Linked DNA regions of Mus musculus: all the other regions are linked to region 2. A link is a contact called in public promoter capture Hi-C data. All regions are on one chromosome and are shown on one strand. Each heading gives the region's core, a stretch centred on a gene start, on an enhancer-like site or on the middle of the called end of the contact. The rest is flanking DNA. Distances are from core to core; before and after follow the strand shown. Region 1 holds the start of Fkbp6 (FK506 binding protein 6). Region 2 holds the start of Cldn4 (claudin 4). Region 3 holds the start of Gtf2ird1 (general transcription factor II I repeat domain-containing 1).

What was found. Promoter capture Hi-C pulls out the DNA fragments that hold promoters and counts their contacts. Capture Hi-C pulls out chosen DNA fragments and counts their contacts.
Region 1: a contact with region 2 is called in a promoter capture Hi-C map of liver. The contact joins the promoter of Fkbp6 here to the promoter of Cldn4 in region 2. A contact is called at or near these places in 1 of 39 promoter capture datasets (liver), 1 of 115 datasets of contacts at active chromatin or transcription factors (embryonic stem cells) and 1 of 9 other capture datasets (liver).
Region 3: a contact with region 2 is called in a promoter capture Hi-C map of liver, with 2.2 times the contacts expected there. The contact joins the promoter of Gtf2ird1 here to the promoter of Cldn4 in region 2. A contact is called at or near these places in 2 of 39 promoter capture datasets (cranial neural crest and liver) and 1 of 115 datasets of contacts at active chromatin or transcription factors (embryonic stem cells).

What each region holds. Positions count from the first base shown.
Region 1 is chr5:135,348,613-135,352,055 of GRCm38.p6, forward strand. Fkbp6 (FK506 binding protein 6) reads right to left here and starts at 1,432. Exons shown (of 8, transcript NM_001277891.1): 1 at 1,323-1,432; 2 at 1,006-1,123. The coding sequence starts at 1,379. It also overlaps a transcript of Trim50 not described here.
Region 2 is chr5:134,945,332-134,948,615 of GRCm38.p6, forward strand. Cldn4 (claudin 4) reads right to left here and starts at 1,603. Exons shown (of 1, transcript NM_009903.2): 1 at 1-1,603. The coding sequence starts at 1,414. The coding sequence ends at 782.
Region 3 is chr5:134,454,650-134,458,045 of GRCm38.p6, forward strand. It overlaps Gtf2ird1 (general transcription factor II I repeat domain-containing 1), which reads right to left and starts at 2,067. Exons shown (of 30, transcript NM_001081464.2): 1 at 1,860-2,067.

The DNA.
Region 1 (3,443 bases), core at 182-2,681, 400 kb after region 2:
TGGCTCAGCAGTTAAAGAGCACTGACTGCTCTTCCAGAGGTCCTGAGCTCAATTCCCAGCAACCACATGGTGGCTCACAACCATCTGTAATGAGATCTGATGCCCTCTTCTGGTGTGCCTGAAGACAGCTACAGTGTACTTAGATGTAATAAACAAACAAACAAACAAACAAACAAATCTTTAAAGAAAAAATTAAAACAAAGGCATATGCCAGCAATTTGGGAGGTAAAGCAGGCAGCTCTCTGTGAATTCGAGGCCAGCCTGGTCTTCAAAGGGAGTTTCACAGAGAAACCAGTCTTGAAAAACAAACAACAACAACAAAACAACAACAACCCCACCACTCCACCCCCAAAACAAAACAAACAAGAAAATCAAAACCACAAACAAAACCAGATAAACAACAACAAAACAGGCAGAGGATGTGGCCCAGTTGGTAGAATGTCTGAGTAGCATGTAGAAGGCCCAGGGTTCCATCCCCAGCACCTCAGAACCAGGCATGTTAGCAGACACGAGTAGTCTAAGCATTTGGGAGGTGACACAAAAGTTCTAAGTCATCTTTGGTTACATACGGTCTGAGGCCTGCAGACATGAGATTGCTTCTCAAAACCAAACCCTCTTTGTTCAGGGGAAACACAGCCAGTCCCATAAAACGCCGTATTTTGTAAATATGCAATCACTCACTGAAGGTACTCAGGTTCCAGGTTCAATCCCTGGTACCTGGAAACAACACCTTGACCCTGCCAAGAGGGTTGGTGTACATTCCCAGGGCTCTGTCCCTAGCACACTATAAAACGTAGTGGTGGCCAACCATTAGCCCAGGACTTGAAAGGCAGAAACAGGAAGATCAGAAGTTCAGGGTCAACCTCAGCTAGAGCGGCAGTTAAGAGGCCAGTCTGGGTTGCATGAGACCCTGTCTTAAAAAACAAAACAAAACAAAACAAAACAAAAAAAACAAAAACAAACTTAACCCAAGGACAAAAGAGCAGCCAGCAGCGGCCTCCATACCCAGCACAGAAGCGTCAGGTGTCACGGTATCGCCAGTGCCCTCTCGGATGATGTCCTTCAGCACACCTCGGTCCCCGGAGATGTCCAACATGCGTTGACTTAGTCGCTCATAGGGAGACTGGTGGAGAGAAAGCCACAGGCCTCAGAGGTGGAAGCCGCTTGCCTCATCGCCTCAGGCCAGCGCCATGGTCCCGCCCTCACCTGGCCTAGGATGCCAGCCCCTTCCAGGGCTCCCGGGTCTCGGGTGCTGCCACCCATGGCCGCGCTCCAGGTGCTCCCCAGCTCGTGCTCCCAGGCTCCCGAACCCCGCTCCGTACCTGGCAGTCGTCTCGCGACGGTGGGATTCCGTTCCTGAGGCGCGAGAAGACGCTCATCTTGCCGCACAACTGTCTCCAAAGGCCTTGCCGGAAACGACCCCGGAAGTCAGGCACCACGCGGGCTGTGCACGAGAGAAACGGCACGTGATCGATAGACGCAGCGAGCATGCGAGCATGCGCTGAGGGTCTCCCAGCACGCGCTGCACACGTGATGGCAGGCGCAAAGCAGGATGGAGCCCTGGGAGGGCTTCGGACAAAGCATTTTATGCGGCACAAAAAAAGCCTTTCCTTTGGTCTCAATGTTATGCTTGGCGTTCTGTCACAAAAGCAAAACACATTGCTACAAAATTAGTGACTGAAACCAACGCATGCTTTTTGCCTCGCGGTTGTCTTAGATGCTCAATAGCTTATTTGTATGTGGCCTGGCGATAAAAGTGGTCATTATTAGGCAAGCGATCTACGACTGAGTCACAGCCCCAGGAGGATACAAGTACGTGGCCCTCCTCCGAACTAGGCATCCAGTTGCTTTACCGAGGAGTCCAGGCAAGCTTTCTGCTGATGAGCTATGTCTCCAACCCGAGAGTTCACCTTTCCTTCCTTCCTTCCTTTTTCTTTTCTTTCTTTCTCTTTCTTTCTTCCTTCCTCCCTCCTTCCCTCCCTCCTTACTTTACTTCTTTCTTTCTTTCTTTCTTTCTTTCTTTCTTTCTTTCTTTCTTTCTTCTTTCTCTCTCTCTCTCTCTCTCTCTCTCTCTCTCTCTCTCTCTCACAAAGAGGATCTCACTATGTAGTCTTGTGGGCCAGGAACTAGCTAGGCAGAATACGCTGGCCTGGAGAAGTCACAGAGATCCACCTGCCTCTGTCTCCCAAGTGCTGGGAATCAAGATGTTTGCTACCACAGCTGGCTCCAAGATTTCACATGTTAAAAGTTCATATTTTAGTAACATTGACAGAAAGAGTCAAAGAGTACTGTTCACATCAAATTCACAAACAGACCCCATAAGATAGGGAGATAATTCAGGAGTAGAGCGCTTTTGTAGCATGCTCAAGACCCTGGTTCTATCTCCCAGCAAGGCAAGAAACAAACAATGGCAATCAAGATAGCCAAGTGGGTAAGGTGTCTGCCACCAACCTTGACAGCCAAGACCTACAGGTGGAAGGGGAGAACTGACTATTGCAAGTTTTATCCCCTGGTTTCTCATGCATAAGGTGGCCTGCACCTGCAAGCACACACAATAAATGTTAAAATACATACATACATACATACATACATACATACATACGGGCAGCTGGTAGGAGGATACGAACCAGAACGGTAACTGTGTTGATTGCAGAGCCTGTTCTGGCAGGAGGCAAAGGACTGACTCTGCAAATTCTCTACAACTAGATTTTTTTGTTTTGTTTTGCTTTTGAGATAGTCTCATGAGGTCCAGGATGGCCTTGGGTGTGCTACATAGCCTGAGAATGAACTTGACTTCTGGCCTCCGGTCAGCATTTCCCAAGTTCTGGGATTATAGGTGTTCAACACTCTGTCCAGTTTACAACTTGACCTTGAGCATGAGTGTACACAAATAAGATAAAAGTTACACTGCGTGGTTAAGATCTGTTCACATGTTACACCTCGAATGAGAAAAATCAGAGTAAGCAGCGTATTTTATCATTGCTGTGTGTGTGACCCAAACTTAGAAAACGAGAAAAATCTAAATAAATAAAATACCTTTAAACTTCCGGGTTGAGGTATTCAGAAAGCTGCTCGTCATACAAAGCTTATACCTGCTTGTGCTCCGAGCTGGCGCACGGTCTCAGCCCTTCCCCCATCCTGGGCAAGGCCACACAATCTGCCTGTGTAGGTTATCGTAAGGGAACCCAACAGAGGCCGCCGCCTCAGTCTCGTGGTGTGTGACCCACTTCCCACCTGATTCTGGATGACCTTGGGACACAGGTGTTGCCGGGAAAGGGGAGGGGATGGGAGAAGGGGCAGACACCAGGCAGTGGCATCTATGTCCAGCTGGCTGCCCCGGGTCTCCGTGTCAGCTTCCCCATTCTGGGAGGAAGGAAAGGCTTCAGTGACCAGAGAGAGCTGCTTGTTTGAGGCCCTAGTGGGAGGCCTGCTGGACCACAAGA
Region 2 (3,284 bases), core at 353-2,852:
AGGGGCCAACTCAAGAGGCCCAGGGTCCTTCTGAAGAGGGAGGGGGCGCACAGTGATCAGAACATTAGCAAGACAGTGCGGAAAAGGGGTGGGGACACACTGGGCTGCTTCTAGGTCCCCAGCCCTCCCCAAACCAGTTTAATCCACCTCCACCCTTCTTCCCTCAAACCCGTCCATCCACTCTACAGAAATTCATTAGTAGGGTAGGTGGGTGGGTCAAGCACAGTCATTGCTAATCAACGGAAGGGTTCCATGGCAGAGCCCACCGGCTCTCAATGGCCCCTCAGTCAGTCACTCAGCACACCATGACTTGGGGTAGGACCAGCTGTGCTCGGAAACACGGGGCGTAATGGCAAGAGTAGCGCTGGAGTAACGTGTAGGCTGAGTGAGGGGGATAGAGAAAGGACAGTGGACGTTTGCTAACATGAGGACATCCACTCCAGAGTCCAAAGTCACAGCTGAGCTACCCCGGCCAGCAGGACCCAGCTTGCGCCTCTACTGCCCTTCCCAGCTGCTTCTGCCTTCAGCCCCATATCCACCAGCAATTTGGATGTAAGCAGCAAGATATTTTTACATCCATTCTTGCCGGCCGTAAGGAGCCATGTGGAGCAGCCCAAGAGCTACGGGCTAGTAACTTTGCACAGTCCGGGTTTGCCTGTCCCCAGCAAGCAGTTAGTGGCCCATAGCAGGGCAGGTCCTGGAGAATGTGAGGGGCCACAGGCTGTTATGAGCTCAATCCGAAAAAAAGATAACAAAGGCAATGTGGACAGAGTGGCCCACCTTACACATAGTTGCTGGCGGGGACAGAGCGGGCGGCGGAGTACTTGGCCGAGTAGGGCTTGTCGTTGCTACGAGGTGGGCAACTGCAGCAGAGGAGGCCTCCTCCCAGGAGCAGCAGCCCGGAGGCCGCCCAGCCGACGTAAAGCGAGGCCCCCATTTCCCTCTTCTGCCCGGAAGCCACCATAGGGTTGTAGAAGTCGCGGATGACGTTGTGAGCGGTCCAGGACACGGGCACCATAATCAGCATGCTTGCCACGATGAACACGGCTCCGGCGGTGATCATGATCTTGGCCTTGACGGTCTCGTCCTCCATGCAGTTGGTGCACTTGCCCCCTACCACTGAGAGAAGCATCCCCAGAGCACCCACGATGATGCTGATGACCATAAGGGCTCGGGCGGCCTGCAGGTCCTGCGGCAGGGCGAGCATCGAGTCGTACATCTTGCACTGCATCTGACCTGTGCTCTGCACCACGCAGTTCATCCAGAGGCCCTCCCAGCTGGTCTGTGCCGTGACGATGTTGCTGCCGATGAAGGCGGTCACCCGCCACATGGGGAGCGCACAACTCAGGATGATCCCCAGCCAGCCCAGGACTGCCAAGGAGATTCCCAGGACCTGTAGTCCCATAGACGCCATCGCTCAGCCTCTGCAGGGGTCAAAGTCGGTGACCACAAAAAGTACCTCTCTCTCTCTCTCTCTGGAGTCAGAGGGCTGAGAAAGTTTTTTTCGGTGAGCCTCAGGGACACAAAGCCAGCTGAGTCCGATGCACCAGCTACCAAGCGCGAACACTGCAGCTCTTTCCTGCCTGCACCTGCAACAAGAAAGGGCGGCCACAGGTGCTGCAGTTAAAGCTCCTAGAGGAGGGGCGGAGGCAGAGGGAGGGGTTTCAGTCCCGGAGGCCTCCCTCGGGACCAGTTTCTCTGGATTCCTGAGCTTGGGCCAACAAAGGCGTTCAGAGGCCCCTGTCCTGGGCCCCTGAGTCACCCGCCAGTATCACAAGAAACTATCATCTCCCCCAGCCCCCAGGCTCACGCTGAGGTCAGCTGGGACACAGACACTGAGTCACCAGCCTAGAGCACCTGGATGCTCACCGGGTGGGGACAACTTAGACTGAGAAGCAAGCCTCCCCAGGGTTCAGAGCCTATAGGGAAGGTCCCCAAGACTCATTCCGGGCTCCCGTGGGAAGGTCCCCAAGACTCATTCCAGGCTCCCGTGAGACAAGAGAATGAAGACCCTTTACTGGAGAATCTGAACCTAGTGTCTAGGGGTGTCCAAGAGAACCCCTGTCTTAATTAGTGTTGCTTTTACCAAATCAACTTTATCACCACCATCATGGCTATTATTGTCATTAATGGGACAACATCTGTACTTTGCCTCAACAGCAACTTTCCTACTGTTGGCCAGAGGAAGTTGGTGTGGGGAAATGAGGACCTGGGGTGGGGACAGCGGGAGCCAGATCACCTGCTGTCCTAATGTGATTTCCCCACCCAGCCATAGTGCCTCAGGGTGTAGAGGCGAGGCACTTTGGTCCAGAACAAGAAACAGGGAAAGGCAGAAAGGCTGGTGGGATGGTTCAGTGGGTAGAGCTGCTTGCTTCCAAGCCCCAAGGACCTGGGACCTCTGTGACAGGAGACACACATGTCCTCTGATGCACAAATGTCATCAATAAATAAACACAATTTAAAATTGGGGGTGGTGGGGTCGTGACAGAATCCTGTCCTCTCTTCCTTCCTAGGGCTGAGCCTTGCTTGGTGAGAACTGGATGGAGACAAATTCAAAACCCAGCCAGGCCCCAGAGACAGGATGTTTATTCTTCTGAGACACAGGAGCCGTTCCCATAAAGCCAGCCTGGGCACAAAGTCCTTGGTGACATCGAAGAGAAAGGGGGCCCTCCACCAGAGGTCTGTCTGCAGGGAGATGAAGAGAGATGGTGTGCTTCCAGCCACAATTCCAGAGGACTTCTAGGAGTCAATGTATTTTGAGATTATGCTAGGGACACCAGTACGAAGAGACACAAACCCTCTCAGGGTGATTGGGCAATGCAGTGGGCACTGGGTCAAAGAGGACATCTCCTGCAGGGAGGGGACAGCAAGGAGACCCGGGTCAGAGAGATGTTTCACAAGACAAGGAATCTAGTTTGACCAGACACTGGCCTTGGGGGGGTGGGGGAGGGGTAGCCGAGGGAAAGACAGTCTCCTGTGCTCCCTCACCCCCTGCCCCGCTCCCACCCCACCTGGTACAAAGGACAGAGATGAACATGTCCATCCAAGAGAGAGCAGGCTGAGAAGGGACCACATGTATCCCAAAGGCACCTGGGAAAATACAGATAAGGAGAACCACAGGTGCACAGGAGGGGCAGAGGGGAACTAGGAGAAGGGGGTCATTGATGTAGTTCCTGTAATCATAGCCCCATCTGGGATCACCCCTGACTGTCCTTGGCTAGTCTGCCTTTCTTTCTCTCTCTCTTTCTCTCTCTCTCTCTCTTTCTTCCTTCCTTCCTTTTTCT
Region 3 (3,396 bases), core at 817-3,316, 490 kb before region 2:
GTGTCAGAGGCCGGCTGGGCTCCTGGGAGCCAGCCTTCAAGGATAACGAAAATGCCAACTGGCTTCCTGGAAATGAATGACCCTTCTGCCCTGCATCTAGACAACAAAGCACTTAAGTAAGTTAGGCATGCTCCTCAAGATACTGTCCCCAAGACCAAACTCTCAGAGCCAATAACAAGACAAGGGAAGCAGCGCAGATCTCGTCCTTCCTTGTTTCCCCGGCTAGGATCCACTGGGACCCTTGGAGTTAGAACTGGCAATTTCTAGGTCATCCACAGAGCTGGCTACAGAATGAGACACAGCTCAAGCCTTCCACAACCCAGCAGGCTAGGGGGCTCTGACACCCCCACCCCCACCCCTACTCCCACCCCCACGCTAGGCCCGTTTCTAGGTCTGCTGGTAGATTTTCTAAAGACGCCAAAGTCAATCTCACACACTCCTGGAGCCTTAAGCAGGTGGTGACTTATGATGGAGAGACACGGGACAGTATCGGCACCCCATTTCGATGCCCCACTGCCCAACCCCTCCCAGCTGCCAGCCACCAGCCTCCTTCCACTTCCTCTTGCTCCAAATAGAATAAATAATCGATGCCGGTGCCCTTTCCCTCTGGGAATGACGCTGCTAAAATAAATGAACGGATCAAGGCACCTCCCAAGGCCAGAGGTCTTGGAGGGCCCCAACGGAGGAACAGGGAGCACTGACCACTGAGCTTCCAGGAGCAGCTCTGCAGTCTGAGCCGGAAGAGAAGCCCCTTGTGAATTCCCACTCCTCTAAAAACCTGCCGAAGACCAGCCTTCACGCCCCACATTCCAGATACACACTCCATCGCTGAGCCCGGCTCCTGAGTTCTTTCACTTCCCCAGGAAGGGGACCCAGGAACTGCCACCTCTAGTCTACTCCAGGGAGGCTGGGTCGCCAGACCCGATGCTGGTCTCCGCTAGTCTCCTGACAGAGCAGCCAAACTCTGAGAGCCACGGGTGTCCTCCCCCCCATCCCCCGTTTCCCTGGGGCTTAGAGGCCAGGAAAAAAGTCGCCCTCTCAGCCCCCTGACTGGCTGCAAAGCTGGGAGTCACACCGGTCGCGATCACTCCTAGAGACTCCGGATGGGGAGACTTTAAGCACCCTTTGGCCCCTCCCCCTCCTCTTCAAGAACTCAGAGACCACCCACAGCCGAGGCTCCCTCAAACTTGTTCCTTGGCACCCTCTGTGCCCCTTTTTTAGAGACCCTAAGTCTCTTTGACTCACCCCCAACCAACCAAAGAGGTCCGGCTCCCACCATGCAAGCCAGCCTCTTTACAGGATGACCCCCCCCCAAAAAAAAAAAAAAAAAACCGCCGCTCTGGGGCAGTGTTCGGACTCAGCTTGAGCGTTGGAGGACAGGAGAGGAAAAGGGGGAGGGGGAGGAAAGCTTCTTTCCGACGCCCCCTCCACCAACCTCCCCCGGCAGGGCAGCACCACTGACCTCATTCGCCCAACTGTATCCAGGCCTGCTGGGCTCCAGGCCAGTGGGGCGCTTCTCTCTCCACCTCCAGGGAATTCGAGGGTGAGAGGGGTGTCTGCTTTCCCCGATTCCAGCAGGTATCCGGAGGGAAGAAGCTGACCATCCCAACCCATCCCCCTCCAAACTCGAATTATAATCCCGATCACGTGCACACACACCCCAAAAGGCGGGCCTTAGAATTGAGACACCTGGAGGGGGAGGGGAAGGGACCTCCCATACACACAACACACTGAGGTTGGGGGGTGCAAAAATAAGGGCTCAAAACCAAAGCAAGCTCCAGAGCACCCCATCTCCATCATCCCTCATCCCATCCCCCACCCCCACCCCCGCCCCCAGTCAAACTTTCTCCTTTTTTTACCTTGCAGGATCCCCAAGCGCTCCGGGCGCCCCGGCCCGGGCCCGGTGGCCAGGACTCGGTAGATCCAGTCGCCTCTGGTTGCTGAGTTAATAATCCGGGAATGGGGGACAGGATCAGTAGAGGGAGGGAGGGAAGGAGGGCGGACGCGGTGCGGGCGGCCGGCCGGGGGCTGCGCGGGGCCCCCACCCCCGGCGCGGGCTGCGGCGGAGGGCGGGGCGCGGAGCGAGCGCGAAGCCGAGCCCGGGCTCTGGGAGGTTCTCTCTTTGTTCTGTAATCCCAGTAAGATTGCCAGCCATTCGCCCCGGCCCTAATCCCAGCCCCGCGCAACACCACCCTCCATTGGCTGTCATTTACATACGGGATTAGCCCGCACGGCCCGCCCCGTGCCACCGTGGGGGAGGACTCACAACCTCGGAGCCTCGAGACTCCCCCAGCCACGGATTAGAACCCCCTCCCCGGAGAGATCAGAATACATCAAGGTCACCCAGAGGACGCCCGGAGGATCCCTAGGTGGTTTGCCCTCCTGGTCACTCTTATGCCTGGAGTGTCCAAGGTCAGAAGGGAGGGACCCCAGGTTTTTCTCTTGGATGGCCTGGCCCAGGCCTTTTTATTTATTTATTTTTTATCTTGGAATCTCATAAAGCCCTGGTTGCAGTCAAACTGTTTTAGGGTCCTGAACACTCACGAACTGAAAAGTGAGGATAACCTTGAACAACCGATCGTCCTGGCTCTACCTCCAAGTGCTGGGATTATAGTTTATACCTGGGAAGACTCGAACCCAGAGCTTTCTGTATGTAAGGCAACCATTCTACTTATACAACTACACCCTAAAACCCTTATTGTTGTTGTTTTAGGATAGTTTCGCACACCCCACACTGGCCTCAAACTCTCTATGTAGTTGAAGATGACCTTGCACTTCTGACCCTCTACTTCCCAAATACTGGGATTACAGGTGAGCACAACCACACAGAGTGGTTTTGGGTCCCGAGTTTTATTTTACCATCCATCTGACCTCCTGTATACTACTAAATGGGGGAGGGGAACACTGGGGGACCCTCCCCCTCCAACCTCTCCAAAGCCATATGTCCCAAGTCAACCCAGCAGTTGGTTGGTAACCAGGTGGTCCCCTGAATCTTTGGCTAGGCCTTTGCTGGGATAGGCACAGCAGAGAGACATGTACCAGACAAGTCCCCAAACCACTCAGGGAGACTGTGCCTCAAATTCAGTAAGTAAAAGGTAAATAGATGCAGGACATGATAGAATGTGCTTGTAGTCTCAGCACTCAGGAGACGGAGACAGGAGGATTGGGAGTTCATGTCAGACTGAGCATCATAGAGAATTCTAGCCCAGTCTGAACTTAGAGAATCCCTGTAATATATATATATATATAATAAAGAGTTAGGCTTAGTGGCTTTCATCTATAATCCTAGGGCCTAGAAGTTTGAAGCAAGAGGATTTCTGAGAGTTTGAAGCCTGGCTGGCCCATATGATCCTGTCTCAAAAAGTGAAAACACTCAGTTTCACTAGGGATATAATT